Linked DNA regions of Mus musculus: region 2 is linked to region 1. Evidence: chromatin contacts called from public HiChIP or PLAC-seq data. All regions are on one chromosome and are shown on one strand. The core of a region is the stretch at or near the end of the contact, and the rest is flanking DNA. Distances in the headings are between cores, read along the strand shown.

What was found. HiChIP or PLAC-seq counts read pairs in DNA pulled down with a chosen protein or histone mark.
Region 2: a contact with region 1 is called in an H3K4me3 HiChIP or PLAC-seq map of bone marrow-derived macrophages, with 2.1 times the contacts expected there. The contact joins the promoter of Atg4b here to the enhancer-like site in region 1. A contact is called at or near these places in 18 of 39 promoter capture datasets (the 3T3-L1 cell line, 3T3-L1-derived adipocytes, the C10 cell line and 12 more), 1 of 15 datasets of contacts at CTCF or cohesin (large pre-B cells), 8 of 484 Hi-C or Micro-C datasets (CD4 T cells, CD8 T cells, erythroblasts and 5 more), 19 of 115 datasets of contacts at active chromatin or transcription factors (the 230-238 cell line, CD8 T cells, bone marrow-derived macrophages and 10 more) and 3 of 9 other capture datasets (adipose tissue, liver and pancreatic islet).

What each region holds. Positions count from the first base shown.
Region 1 is chr1:93,493,261-93,497,260 of GRCm38.p6, forward strand. It overlaps Septin2 (septin 2), which reads left to right. Exons shown (of 13, transcript NM_010891.2): 4 at 2,319-2,405. Among named protein-coding and RNA genes, the nearest start is that of Septin2, 16 kb to the left of the region's middle. Within about 2 kb of position 1,946, at least 2 of the 459 cell types and tissues checked have an H3K27ac peak or open chromatin away from gene starts, as enhancers often do. A contact at or near this core is called in bone marrow-derived macrophages, where this site is marked.
Region 2 is chr1:93,752,442-93,756,820 of GRCm38.p6, forward strand. It overlaps Atg4b (autophagy related 4B, cysteine peptidase), which reads left to right and starts at 2,464. Exons shown (of 13, transcript NM_174874.4): 1 at 2,464-2,613. The coding sequence starts at 2,604. It overlaps Thap4 (THAP domain containing 4), which reads right to left and starts at 2,397. Exons shown (of 6, transcript NM_025920.3): 1 at 2,016-2,397. The coding sequence starts at 2,092.

The sequences.
Region 1 (4,000 bases), core at 696-3,195:
TCACTATGTAGCCCTGGCTGACCTAGAACCAGCTATGTAGAGTAGGCTGCTCTCAAACTTACAGGGATATGCATACATACAGAGATACCCACTACCTTGTATGTTGTTCAATGCGTGAGTCACCACACCTGGCTCTAATGATGAGCTGTTTGTTACTCTGTTAACCATATTACATTTAGTTAGTTTTTTACAGTTGCTAAATTTCAAAACTGAGCATTTGAAAAGCTTAATGGTTGTTATGACCAAGTAAGACTTGATTAATCCTTAGAATTAATAGTTCACAGATCTAAAATGAAGATAGGTTCCAACATATTTTGGAGTATATTTACATAATTAAAATAAAATAAAAATAATGTAAAATTAAGTTCTTGGTAGAAAAGACCAGTGTACTCTTGTCACATTATTATTTGATACATAGCATTCAAAAAACAATCAGTATGTTCACTCTCTGACTGTATATAATTCAGGGAGACTATACAGGGCTAGAAATGTGGTTGGAAACATTTGAATTCCAGCCATTCAAAGAAAACTCATTAAACACTCAGGGCACTTAGTAGGGTCTACAGGGCTAAAGTAGACATAAAATGTTGTTATTTATCCCTAAAAAGTTATGAACAAGGGGCTGGAGAGATGGCTCAGTGGTTAAGAGCACTGACTGTTGTTCCAAAGGTCCTGAGTTCAAATCCCAGCAACCACATGGTGGCTCACAACCATCCGTAATTAGATCTGACTTCCTTTTCTGAAGTGTCTGAAGACAGCTACAGTGTACTTATATATAATAAATAAGTCTTTTAAAAAAAAAAGTTATGAACAAGCCTTGGAGAATCAAACTGCTTAAATACTTACTAAGTCAGAAATATCCCTTATTAAAGACATCAAAAAGTGTGATCCTGCATGTCTGTAAACCAGTGCTTGGAAGCTTGTAGAAGAGGGATGGATCTAAGGTGGAGACAAGCCTGGGCTACATAATGAGACCTTGACAGAGGAGGAGAAAGAGAAATTTGACCATTTACAGTGTAGTCAAACTATCCAGTATACTGTTAAAACAAAAATAAAAACAGAATTTTGGATTTTTTTTTTTTAACTGAGACCCCAAAAGCAAAATTATACAGTTGGGATGTTTTGAACAAAGACTGTCCTCCATGGGGTACATGTAGGCTAGTTTGCAAATTGTACTTGCAAATTAACTTGAAATATATCCTACACCTAAAGTAAAAAAAAATTTTTTTAGAAGAAAGTAAACATAATTTTATGACAGCTAAAAACATTTCAAAGGACATGAACGGTTACCGCAATAGGAAAAAAAAACACTTCATTAACTATTCTTTATGGTGGTTGGAGGGATGGCCCAGGTATTATGAGAACTTGCTGTTCTTACACAGGACCTGACTTCAGTTCCCAGCATTTTTGTCAGGTAGCTCCTGACTGCCTTGAATTCCAGCTCCTCTGGAGCCAACTCCTCTGGTCTCCTCAGGCACTTGTACTCACTTGTCTAGCCGTCAGCCCCAACCACACGCATTCATAATTTAATGTAAATCTGTTTGTTTTTTTAAATAAAAAACAATTACCTTGAAGCTGAAGAAATGGCTCAACCACTAAGAGTGCACACTGCTCACTCAGAGGACCTGAGTTACATAGTAAGACCCTGTCTCAAAAACAACAAAATCACTCTTCCAGGGTTGGTGCTTATAGGCACATAGCATGGTCCAGTGTCTGACACACCATTATAGGCTTTTCTATAAGACAGTCTCAAACAAAACTAGGCCATCTCGAACCCCTGCCAATGGTTTACCAGTATACCAAGAAGTTTGGAGAAGTACTAACGTCAGTGGTGTGTGCTTTTAAGACTTAAAGCTTTATGGGATTATCCAACATAAAGAAGCATGTCAGCAGGACCCACCATGTGGTTTCGCTGTGTCCATGACAGGATCTACTGTGCTTCCTTATTGAAAGGCAGAAAATTGTTAGGAAAGTGTTGAAGACACAAGTACAGAGTCAGAAAGCTAAATAAATATGAAGCTCCTTAAGTAATAAAAACCAATGATTATTCTAAAGAACAGCAACAGCAAAATTCGAAAGTATGTTCTAGAAACCTGTGGAGAGATAAAAATTGTTTATGATCATGCCATTAACAAATTCTACAATCCCCTGGATTTGGATTCAGATTAGGTTCTTGTTGTTTGACTTTGAGGAAGTTGCTCGCCTTCCTTCAGCTTCCCCATTCCTTTTTGTGACACACACGTGGTGGTAAACATTCCAGGTTTAACAGTTAATATGGGAAAGATCATGACATGATAGTATTTTCATCTTCATTTAAGGTGAATCTGGTCTAGGAAAATCAACTCTCATAAACAGCTTATTCCTGACTGATCTCTACCCAGAAAGAATTATTCCTGGAGCTGCAGGTAAATATTTCTATATAATTGTTAAGTATTATTTTACTTGAACATTTCTAGAATATATACCTGATATCTTAGGTCTTAGATGTGTGTTTTGCTTAATTACTTTGTGTTTTGTAAACTGTCAACAAAAGAAGGAAAAGTGTGCTGCATCTGAGGTCCTGAGATCTTGGTTGTAGACTTTGTTCTATACTTATCTGTGTATCTATGTAACTAACTTTCATTTCAGTTTGCTATCTAGTAAATGTCCTGGTTTTCCATCTGTATTGTATGCTGGATGAAAAGCTATGTCTTTAAAAAGCTACATACAAGAGTGAGAATGTAGCTCCATGGTAGAGCCCTTCCCAGCATACATGACGCCAGAAGTTCACTTGTCAGGATTATCTAAAGTTACTTAAATATAATTAAAGTGTTATATATAGAGAAATTTATGATAGGGATATGTTTGTCTATTCTCTGATTATCCCAGCATAAGACACTGGCATTCTCAAATATGTTTGTTTTGCTTTACAGTACTTCTCAAACCTGGGACCTTTTGCATGCTAGTCAAATGCTCTACTACTGGGCTACATAAATACTTGTTGATAAGAACGAATAAGGTCAACCACAATAAAGATGTACAACCTTTTCACCAATACTTTTATATTCTGTTTTTAAATGAATTCATAAATTACTTTGTCTCAGACAACTTTGAGTAGTTGGTTCTCTGCTTGTACCATATGGGTTCCAGTACTGAGCTTAGGTCATCATCAGGCTTGGCAGCTGGCGCTTGTATCCAGTAGCCATTTCACTAGTCCCAATATGTTTTGTTTTGTTTTGTTTTTAAAATTTAAGATTTTTTTGTTTGTTTTTTGTTTTTGGAGACAGGGTTTCTCTGGACAGCCCTGGCTGTCCTGGAACTCACTCTATAGACCAGGCTGACCTCGAACTCAGAAATTCATCTACCTCTGCCTCCCAAGTGCTGGTATTAAAGGTGTGAGCCACCACTGACCAGCTAATTTTAAGACCTTTTGTTTTTAAATCTGTGTTTTGCCATGAGTGTATGTATGTGGATCACATATTTACCTGGTGCTTTTGGAGGTTGGTTCCCTTGGAACTGAAGTTCCAAATGGTTATAAACCATCATGAAGGCGCTAGAGATTGAACCTTAGTTTTCTGCAAGAGCAACAAGTATTCTGAACTGCTGAGCCATCTCCAGCCCCTCAATGTTGGTATTTTCAACAATCCCCAGAAAACATTCATTTTTAGCACCAACATTTCCTTTGCTGACTCTGGATCTTTTCTAAACAGTGTTTATATTACTTTCTGAGACCTTCCAAGTCATCTTTCTTTCTTTTTGTTGTCGTTGTTTTTTTGTTTTTTTTTTTGTTTTGTTTTGTTTTTTTTCGTTTTTCAAGACAGGGTTTCTCTGTGTAGTCCTGGCTGTCCTGAACTAACTCTCTCTCTCTCTCTCTCTCTCTCTCTCTCTCTCTCTCTCTCTCTCTCTCTCTCTCTGTAGACCAGGCTAACCTTGAACTCAGAAATCTGCCTGCCTCTGCGTCCCAAGTGCTGGGATGAAAGGTGTGCGCTACCACTGCCCGGCTATCATTTTTCATAAGAAT
Region 2 (4,379 bases), core at 1,214-3,713, 260 kb after region 1:
CACTTGGGAGGCAAAGGCAGGTGGATCTCTGAGTTCGAGGCCAGCCTGGTCTACAAAGTGAGTTCCAGGACAGCCAGGGCCATACAGAGAAACCCTGTCTCGAAAAACCAAAAAAAAAAAAAAAAAAAAACCAAAAAAGAAAAGAAAAGAACAGAACAGAAAAAAGAGCAGGGAGCATGGCTCCCTGGTAGGAGTACTTTGTATGTCTCGCCTAGGTATTTCTCTTAGTAGGCAGCAAAACCTCCTTTAGGAGCCTGGGTAAACCTTTGGGAAGTTATGCTGAATGTGTCAGTCATAGGTTAGGGTGGTAGTGTAAACCTTTAATCCTAGCAGTTGGGAGGCAAAGGCAGGAGAGTTCAAGTCCAGCCTGTCTACAAATGAGTTCCAGAACAATCAGGGCTATGGAAAGGGACACTGACTCAAAAGAAAACAAACAAACAATCCAAGGCCAGGTGGTGGTGGCCCACCCCTTTAATTCCAGCACTTGGAAGGCAGAGGCAGGCAGATTTCTGAAAAGACCAGAACAAACAAACAAAAAACCCAGTTGTTCTTGGTGGCTCATGCCAGTATTTCCCGAGCTTGGGAGGCAGAGGAAGGACGTCTACAAGACCAGCAGACTAAAACAATGCGATGTAGGCCAACAAGGCAATTCAATGAGACATTGTCTCAAAACACACACACAGACACGTGCCTGTGCACACACACCAAAACACCCCAAAGACAAAAATGGTAAATTTTATGTAGTATTTTACGTCGTAAGAGGAAAACTGGGAAAAAAAAATTAGATGTTCAATAACATGCTTAGTAATTTCTTCCCTCATCTAATGAAGCTATTTAATGGTCACTTAAGGCAAGATTTGTGAGACCAAACTGACTACACATGGTAGGCTTTCTCAGGTGCTCAGAGCTCCACCTGAGCTTTTCCAGTCTCGAGGAACCTGCTGTGGACCAAGACTGGCCTTAATAGGATGGATCTGGACGTTGTAAGCAATGTGATCTTATAACCTTTATCAGTGTTTAGTGAGCTAGATTTCTGGAGTTTCCCCGCCCCAATTTGGGCACTGTCTACCCATATACCATGTTAGAACATGGGGAAGCCAACATCAGTCCTTGCAACACTGCCTCATTTTCAACTGTTAACAAAACTTCTGGGGCATGTTCTATGTGAAATTGTTACGGAAACATTCTGGTTGACTTGTAAGATTGTTTAACGTTACTAGGTTTTGTTTTGAACCAGGTCTTAAGGACTGGAGACTTAATGTAACCCTGTGAACTTTCAACAGATACGTGCCATTCCCATCTTTAAATTTTAACACCAAGTACTAAGAGGTGGCAGGATGTGCGAAGTGACTTCCAAGGCAGAGTCCCTTCGCTCGCTGTTCACTCCTGTTGGAAATCACAGGAGAGGACCAACTGAGGGAGTCTCGAAAGCCTTTGGAAGGCGCGGCCCGCACAAGGGCCACCGAGAACCCCCTGGAAAGCCCTTTCCACGGTCATCCCCCGGGCCTCTGCCAGAGTGCAGGATGCGGGAGGTGATCGGTGCCAGTGCCTGGGCCGCAGGACCCCATAGGAAGGCGATGAGGGCTATGGATGCAGGAAGTAGAGCTGCGTGCGCCGGGCCGCACTCCTGCCACACACCTCCGGGCGGGCTTGCCCCGCCGAGGCAAGAGTGGAGAACTGCCCGAAAGCAAAGATCAGGATTAACCTGAGAAGGCGCCCTTGCAGAATACTCCTGAAATTGGCAGGGCCAGCCCAAATCAGTGCGACGCCCGTTGGTGGAGGTGGCGGAGGGGGCCTCCGGCCGCTCTGCCCGAGGCATGGCCGTGCTGGTCCCCAAAGCCGGCGGTCCAAGCCAAGGTCATAAAGCTCCACGACCCGTCCACCTCCCACAGTTACCCTCGGTTAGCCGGCCCCCCACTCCCGGTCCCCGGAGCTCGGCCCGCCGCGCGGCCTCAGTTTCCCCGCGGGCCCCGGCCAGGGCGGGGGCGTGGCGGACCCGGAGGCGGGCCGCGTACCTGTGGAAGGAGACAGCGCGTTTCTCGCCCTTGCCCTGCCTGTTGGAACAGTTCACGGCCGCGCAGCAGATCACCATTGCGGGCCTCGGTCGTGAGCGCCGCCAGGCTCCGATCCTTGCCGCCCGCCCGCTGGCCCGACCCGCCCCGAGGGAGCGCGGCGACACAGCTCGGGACGTGGGCCGCGGCCGAGCCGTACGGCAAGATGGCTGCGCGCTGCCGCCCGCACCACGCTGCGCTCGGACTGCCCGGCCACGGCGCCGGCGTCGCGGCCGCAGCGGGCGGTGAGTCCGTACCGAGACATGCGCGGGTGGCTGTCTGTACGGAAAGATGGCGGCGCCGGAGGAGCGCAGCTCGGGCCGGCTCCCGGGTGTTCCGAAGCGGCGGCGCGGGCCGGGGGCGGGGCGGCCGCGTCCGGTTAGGAACCACACGCGCCGAGGCCCCACCCCCCGCGTGCCCACCGCCGTACGGCGAGATGGCGACGCCCGCGCTTCCGCTGCGCCGCGCTTGGCTGCCGCGGCTTCCCGTCGCCGTGTCGCGCAGTAGTCCGTCGGAGCGACGGCACGGTCAGTCGGCAGCCGGACAGGGAAGATGGACGCAGGTAAGGAGGGCGGACGCCTGCCCTGTCGCGGGCGGGCTCCCGTGGCCGCCCGCTGGGGCGGAGGCCGGTGTGTTGGGCTGGGCGGGCCGCGCCTCCCCGCAGCGCTCAGTACCGGGTTCGCGGGGCCACTCGTCAGCGCCTCGGCCTCCGGCGCTCGGCCGCGGCCCTCGGGGAGCGTCCCAGCCTGTGGGCTCGCGGCTGCGGGCGTGAGGGCAGGGAGTCTGAGGGACGCATCAGGACGCGGGCACCCTGGTGCCCGGAGAGGACCGGTGCGCCGCGAGGGTGGGCCTTGCGGTGTCCATTGAAGAGCCGACCTCTTTAACTTCTGTCAAGTTGTTGGCCGCTGGTCCAGCTACCACAACATGCACATCTTTTGTCTTTGAAGTTCAATAACCTGTGTAGGTGAGCCCCGCTCCTGTTCTGACAGCGGATCAGTCACATGCTACTTTGACTTCTTGAGGTCCTAATACTGGGTTAAGTGTGGGTGGGTTTTGTTTGTTTGTTTGTTTGTTTGTTTTTAACTGACTCTTGCTTCTGAAGCTGGAGAGTGCGGTTCTTTGTTTATGTTGGCCAGAAGTCTTGGAGATGCAAATCTATCAAATAAGTTGTTTGCTAATAGCCCTAAAAATACCCACCCCACCCCATTCCACCCCACCCCACCCCCAACAGAGGTTCTCTCATTCCCTCAGCAGCGTTAGCGGGTTTTTTTTTTTTTTTTTGGTTTTCTTTTTCTTTTTTCCTTTTTTTAATTTAAGAGCGACCTGCCTTCAAGAATCCACTCCTTTGTGAAGGAGTCCTGCTACCTGATTTCATTGTACTTTTCTTGAATGGCGTTGCTTTTGATGGTTTTCTTCTGACAGCTGTGTTAGAGAAGTAGTCGGCTCTTACTTGGGAGTAATGCCTACAGTTAATACACATTTCAGCAGTTTATGGCATCCGTAGCTGGAGGAAGCAGGAACGTTGACTCCCCAAGATGCATGAGCCAGGTGTATATTTTTTTAAGATAATTCATTTTTTTTTTTTTTTTAGAATGAATAACTGAAGCTGTCACACCACAGTGCCTCTTGGAGGTGTGGAATGGGATAATACATTGAATTACTTAATTATCCTCTCCCCCACTTTTTTTTTTAAAGACAAGGCCTCACTGTTTAGTCTTGTCTAATATGTAGACCATGCTGACCCAAGACTCACAGAAATATATCTGCTTGCTTGTACATCCCCAATGCTGAAATTAAGTGGGTGTTTAATGCTGCTGTGAGATCAAACTCAAAAGACATCTGTGTTTGAAGACTTGTGTTAATGGTGATAAAACACTTTTTTTTAAATACAGTATGATGGTGCAATTTTTCTCCTGATATAATTCTGGGTGGCATTTTATGATCTACCTTCTGATCTCCCACCACCCTTGTAATGTTGCTTCTGGTTATTCTTATAATTGTGTGTGCTGTGTTTGTGTGTTTTCTCTCTCTTTCTCTCTCAGCAGTATCTCTCCACAAAACCCTCACTGTACTAGAACTCAGGATGTAGATCAGGCTGGCCTTGAAGTGCTGGACTTAAAAAGTGTGAGCCATCCTGCCCTACCTACCTTGATCTTTTTATAAACTACATTTGTTATTGGGTATCAGGAGTTTCAATCTAGACATTGGACTAGAAAAATGGACAAAGGAAAAGAAATGCTGTCTGAGGCCCCTGACATTCTCTACAGGAGACCAGAAGTATATAGGCCTGGATGGTGCTTATATGGGAGAGTGATGTGGGCTAGGTTA